Regions from separate parts of the Xenopus tropicalis genome. Here region 1 is linked to region 2. A link is a contact called in public Hi-C data. All regions are on one chromosome and are shown on one strand. Each heading gives the region's core, a stretch centred on a gene start, on an enhancer-like site or on the middle of the called end of the contact. The rest is flanking DNA. Distances are from core to core; before and after follow the strand shown.

Region 1 (3,528 bases), core at 243-2,742, 81 kb before region 2:
AGCTGAACAATTCAAATATGACAATATAAAAAAAAGAAGAAGACCATTTGCAAATTGTTTCAGAATAACAATCTCTACATGACACTGAAAGTTAATTTTAAGGTGGACCACCCCTTTTCAATTGCCCTTTTGATGGTTTAACGTATTAAAAGATTAACCCTTCCACCCCATCTGTTCTGTCAGTGTATGACATGTTAAAGGTCTGTTTAATGTGGACCAGTGCAGTCCACATTATGTATTTAGTCAATATTATCATAAATTCCAACCTGTGGGTCTACAAGTACAAGTCACTCCCTTCCTGGTACTAAAAGCTGTACTAGAGGTTGAATATCTCTATGCTCTATGTCCTGTCCTGGAAGAGCCTACAAACCACTGTATTTTTGGTGGCTACAGAGAGCCCTAATGTTTCAGCCCATCTTTTCTAGCCTGGGTGGATTCAAACCACTTCTAACACATCCATACTCCCTACATTCCTTCACGGATACTTTTCCTAGGAGATTGTAACTCATCTATAGTTGATGGGAAAGCCCATAGTTACAAAAAACATCTATAATCCAATGTCTTTGTGTACAGAATCATGCCGAGGACTCTACATGCAACTAAAGATGGTAATAATCTGCAAGCACAGCCCTTAATTAGCCATAAATCTCTGCAAACCTTACTACTCACCCTCATCATTATTTCTCTTTCCACAATCACATCCTCAATGGAAAACATTTCAGACACCGGCCGTTCCTTCACCGGTTCTTTCTTGATCCTCTCTTTCACACATGTAAGGTCGGGTTCGGAAATAGAAGGCCCGAGGGAGGAGCCATTCATAGCTGCCGGTTCAGTTTTAGAGATACAGGCAGCCTGGCATGGCCTCTGGCTCATTGCTTTGGCTCTGGCTATAACAGAGGAAATATTTGAGGATTCGTGCCTCAGTGCTCCATTGCTAATACTTTTCCTAGGACCTGGATACTCTGGAGGTGGCTTCTTTGGAATCCGAGCCAATGCCGCTTGTAACTGAGCACTATAAGCCATTCCTTGGAGGGGTGATGTCGGAGATACAGATTTGTGGGGTTCTTCTTCCTCCTCGCTCTCACTACTAAGTATTAACATGGTGGCATCTGAAATGTTCTTCTTATGGTGGTACATTGGGAGCTGCTGAACCTCATGTGCTTTTTGCATGGATTCCTCTGTGGGGACCTGCTCCCGTAGCGTGTTTCTACGTGGAAGATGGGCATTCATTGTCTTTAAGGCCATGGCTTCCATTCCACGTACCATGTTTGTAATGACTTCAAAGCTGTGGCACTTGTTCACCGACGGGTGAGGTTTAACCATCATTAAGGGCTCGCTGACCTCTTGGAGAGACTGGTGCACTACAGGCGCGCTGTCCTCTTGGAATGTTTTAACCGACTGTTGAACTTTTCTGGTCACTAAATCAGGGCTGCTGCCGCTGACGCGTTTCTGCCGATGACTTGCTAAATCAGGGGTGCTGCTGGCAGGACGTGTAGGGGGATAGGGAGGTGGGGGCCTTGATAAGAAGTTCTTTAGCATAAGGGCTGCAGACTGAACAGCCTGCGGTGGTACATTTGCCAGTTCTGGTGTGCTGACCGTGTGGGAAATAGCTTTCGCTTGATTCGATGTCACCTTGGTTGGGTTTATTTGTTCAATGGGATTGATAAGGACATTGGTATAGGCTGTCTGAGGTACATATGGTGGGACATAGGCATGCCTCTCCTGAATTTCAGGTTGACTGTACACCAAGTTTTCCCGGTGCCTGTAAGCATGTGTATTGCCAATGTTAAGGTTTCTTAATGACTGACTTTGGCAATCCATGGGAATTATCCCTCTGTTCATTTGCCTCATTACAGTCTCATAGTCTGGCGTTGGGCGGTAGGAAGGCGCTATTATGGCGCTATGTCTGTAACTGGGGATATAGTCAGCCCTCATGATGTCGTTGCTTTGGATGCTCAGACTGGAGGACATGGGAGAAGCCTGAATGAAATTCTGTGAACGGTTCAAGGAGTTTATGCTGTGAGCACTGGAATCACTTCCGTTTACTAATGTGCCATTAATGAAATTAGGGTCCAGATACCGATCTAAACTGGTCTGGGACCTGTAATTAAATGCATCCTCGTTCATGTGGAAAATGTTGTCTGAAAGGAAAAGGGTTATAAGTTCAATACACGGTAGGATTACAAAGAGAGTTTTAAAAAAAATGAACATTAAGAGAGTTTTAAAAAAAAAAAAAACGAACATAAAAAGTAAAATGTAACTGCAATAGCAGAGAGATGGGGGAAGAGACATATGTGTAGCAGAGAGATGGGGAAAGAGACATATGTGTAGCAGAGAGATGGGGAAAGAGACATATGTGTAGCATAGAGTTGGGGAGAGAGACAGATATGTGTAGCAGAGAGATGGGGAGAGAGACATATGTGTAGCAGAGAGATGGGGAAAGAGACATATGTGTAGCAGAGAGATGGGGAAAGAGACATATGTGTAGCATAGAGTTGGGGAGAGAGACAGATATGTGTAGCAGAGAGATGGGGAAAGAGACATATGTGTAGCAGAGAGATGGGGAAAGAGACATATGTGTAGCATAGAGTTGGGGAGAGAGACAGATATGTGTAGCAGAGAGATGGGGAGAGAGCTAGAGAGGCATGTGAAGAGAAACTGTGAAGTGGGAAGAGAAGCAGAGACATGAAGAGACAAAGGCCTGAGACAGACACAGGGAGCAACATGGAGATGCCAAGTTAGAGACAGTGAAACAATGAAAAAAGATAAGAAAATGTAGTAAATATTTGAAGTGAGAGATATAAGTTAGAGCTATATAGAGAGTGTTGGGAGCAGGAGAGTTGAGGGGAAGAGATGGAAGACTTGCTTTCTGAAGCTCCATATTCTTCTATACCTCCTTTATCAGTTACATCTGAATGAAGATTATTTGGGGCGACATTTGGGTGGAACACATGCTAGGCCGAGGTTTGCAGACTCTTGATACAAACCCCATCACAAATTTTAACAATCCATTTGGATAAATGGAACTTAAGTGACCATACCCGGGAAGATTTGTTCCTTTGGCGAAGTTGCCAAACGAGCGGATCTTCTCCCGATATGCCAACCCTAGGGCCAAACAATTGAATACAATGGCAGGCATAGTCGCTATCAGAGAGGATATCGAGGTGCCCATACGTGGGCAGATAGGCTACCGAATCGGTCTGAAATCTGTCCGTGTATGACCAGAAACTTGTGGCACAGTGCTTCCGATCCTGGGAGAATCCCTGCCATAAAGCGAGACAGGCTTCTGTTGTTTGCCAGAAAGCAAACAGACACCGTCAGGTAATTAACAGGATCAATAACTTTTTATATTCAATTGATTGACACCTCTGCCTTCCTGTCTGGTAAAAGTATCAATGTATCATTATCGTAATATATACATATATCATACCTTCAGAGATATAAGTCTCCCCACCATGAATGTGCCTGGGTGGCAGGATCGTCTGCTGCCTTGACTACAAAAACATAAGGAAAAGAGAGAAGCGAATG
Region 2 (3,154 bases), core at 520-3,019:
ACCTGTAGCTTTAAGAGTCCTACAGCCGACTGTGGATCAGGGTTGAGATACTGCCTGTCTCCTATGTCTTAACCGTGGCCCTATGAGGAGACAACACTGCCTGTATAGAAGGATACTTCCAGCTACTTTCCTTGGTGGAGCCGAAACTCCTCTTGCTTCTTTCCCGCTCTCTCTCACTTTCCTAGAAAGTGCTCTACAAGAGTAACAATCAAACTCAGGGGTCGGGAACCTTTTTGGCTGAGAGCCATAAACACCACATATTTTAACATGTAATTCCATGAGAGCCATACAATGTTTGGCCGCGGATGCTACGGGGCAAGGTAGGGTGTGTGCCAAGGATGCCGGATGCGATGCAGAGGAGGGAGTGGCCTGCGCTTGGCAGATAGAAGACATGTTCTAAGGCTTAGAACACATCTATCCGTCGAGCGCAGGCCATGCCCATTATTTTTTTTATTAAAGGAACAGTAACACCAACACCCTGCGTTGCTACAACTGGTGTGTTTTCCTCAGAAAGACTACTATAGTTTATATAAGTAAGCTGCTGTGTAGCCCCGGGGGCAGCCATTCAAAGGAGAAAAGGTACAGGTTACTTAGTAGATAAAAGACAAACCCCCATTATATGGGGCTTATCTACTAGTTATCTGCTATGTAACCTGTGCCTTTTCTCCTTTTTTCCAGCTTGAATGGCTGCCCCCATGGCTACACAGCAGCTTATTTAGTAGCTTTTCTGTAGCAAAAACACCAGTTTTTTGCAGAGCAACAACACTTTAATTTTTTGATATTACAGTTCCTTTAAAGGTTTGGCAGTGACCCAGATGCAGCCATCAACAAGCCACATCTGGCTCCCGAGCCATAGGTTCCCTACCCCTGATCTAACTGGTCCTCGTTCACAGGGTTCCTGTCCCCGACTTCACTAGAGTAGATGATGACTCTAGGGCAATAATGGCTTTACTGGGGCCCTGTTAATCCCAGGCTCAGTGGACCTTCCACCTGAGACACACAGGCAGCCAAAGCAGAAGACCCACCATCCTGCTAAACACTATATTGGAGTGCAGAGGGAGTGCTCAACCCAAACAACCACTACATTCACGATACACGGGGTCTTTGCCCAGTAACGGTAAGACTAAGGAAGTTGTAGGGTTTAAAGCCATAGGGGCAGATTAACCCTATGGGGAGTGTGAGCCCTGTGGCTATGTGAAGTTGCCCACAGAGTGTAACAGAGCCCACCGGGCAATGGAGCCACACGGGCAACTGGATCCCCAGACGGCATTGTGCCCTCAGTTTTTGTAGAAATAGGCAAATTGCAGTGGGAGCTGTGGCTCAGCAGCCAAAGGGCCGCACATTGTCAACTAAACAGATAGCTTTTCAGTAGCTGACGCAGGGACCCCAGCACTGTCGCACTATAGTCGCCATTTTGCCGTAGTCTCCCCCCTTCCCCACGTTATCCAATAGCCCTTACTCCCCTGTAACTATAGCGCCAGTGCGCGGCCAATACGGTAACAAGTTTATATACTCGCTCCCGCTGCCTCTTGGTTTGTTACAGAGCCGCCATTACACACGCGTTCCTTCCACCCATCCACCATTTTTAAATTTACAGCGCTTGGTTTTGCGCCATCTTTTAAACACTCCTAAGCGCTCTCCTATTGGTCATCACCTCGCAACCCGCTACTAATCAGAGAAGACCCTGAGGCGATGGGCGGATCCAATAGTCAAGCTCCAACAGTTTCACGCTTCCAATTCAAACAGAAAGCCCCGCCCTTCCTATGCGTCAACACGACTATTAGCCAATCGGCAGAAGCCTATCGTGAACTTTCGCCAATGAGACGAGTCTGGCCGGAGTTCTCGACCAATCACCGAAGCGATTGCCTTCCCTATCCTCCGTGCTGTCTGGCTGCTGGTGTATGTGTTTTTGTTAGACGGCGCGGCGTTTGAATTGGGAAATGCGATCGCAGGGAAAACGGGGAATTATTTTTGTCGTGTAGCCGCCAACCGGGCCCCCGGATATCTGCTTCCAAGGTAAGTGCACATGCATAAAGGTCAATAAAAGGCACAGGCACTTATAGGGGTCTTAGGGAATATACAGAGCATGGCAAATAGCCCTTAGTATCCCACCTATGGGTCTTCAATAACATCAGGGGGCAGTGGATAAAAAGGAGGGGAACCAGTGTCCCCTTTACTCCTTTATGAGAATATTATACGAGTCGGGTTCACGACTAGTGCCACTAGCTGGTTTTGCTGGGCACAGTTGCCCCCCTGTAGGGCATCCATTTCTCTTCTATAAATAAACATATAGTTCCACCCACCTGATTGGCACCTGTACTTAGGGGCATATTGATCAAAGTGCAAAAATAAAGTTCAGAATTCCCCTGCTGTCTCTTGCTTTCTATGAGATTTTTTTTTGGGGGGGGGGGGGTTATATTTATTATTGATGGCCGAAAACGTTTTGTTAAATACCCTTGTAAAAATCCTATAGAAATGAACAGAGAGCGTCACTCCCTGATAAATATGCCCCAATGAGTGTTCACTGTACAAGTGTAACCCTTATTTGGCTGTAAAAGTCAAACTATCCAGCTAGTAATAGAGCATGGGGTACATGCGACTCTGATGCAACAGGATGGGCCTTCGCTAAATGTAAGGTGCTTATAGAAGGTGTTGTATAACTACACCTCCCACTGCCACTGTGTAGTGAAATGCTTAAATAAATTATTGAATGGACGCCAGGAGATCATGCAAACAAAGATAATGGTTTGTTTGTCCAAGACAAAGGTGGTAATGCAGGGCAAATCTCCCTGTTCACAGGCGACTAATCTCCCTAAAATGCCATCCCACCGGTGAAAATATGAATCGCGCCGCCGCGTATGCCATCCCACCAGCGATTTACATTTTTGCCGGTGGGATGGCAATTCGGGGAGATTAGTCGCCTGCGAACAGGGAGATTTGTCGCGGGCGACTAATCTCCCCGTGTGCCAGAGCCCTTACTCTCTCTCCTGGGTGGAGCAAATGAGCTGCTCTTTCTAGATAAGTTCTGGCTTCCTCACTTTCCTAGAAAGTGCTATGGTGTTATTTAACCTGTTCTAGCTTTACCTCGTTCACGGGGCCCTGTCCCCAACTTCACTAAGGGTATTTGTCCTCTTAGAGCCTAACACTTCTTGGC

Evidence for each region. A called contact is a pair of places that touch in the nucleus more often than the background predicts.
Region 1: a Hi-C map of brain shows a contact between it and region 2, with 2.6 times the contacts expected there. The contact joins the enhancer-like site here to the promoter of cenpf in region 2. A contact is called at or near these places in 2 of 5 Hi-C or Micro-C datasets (brain and gastrula embryo).

What each region holds. Positions count from the first base shown.
Region 1 is chr5:13,580,640-13,584,167 of UCB_Xtro_10.0, reverse strand. It overlaps ptpn14 (tyrosine-protein phosphatase non-receptor type 14), which reads right to left. Exons shown (of 19, transcript XM_031903076.1): 12 at 3,431-3,494; 13 at 670-2,141. Among named protein-coding and RNA genes, the nearest start is that of smyd2, 40 kb to the left of the region's middle. Within about 2 kb of position 1,492, at least 1 of the 11 cell types and tissues checked has an H3K27ac peak or open chromatin away from gene starts, as enhancers often do.
Region 2 is chr5:13,500,196-13,503,349 of UCB_Xtro_10.0, reverse strand. cenpf (centromere protein F) reads left to right here and starts at 1,769. Exons shown (of 20, transcript XM_002934692.5): 1 at 1,769-2,016.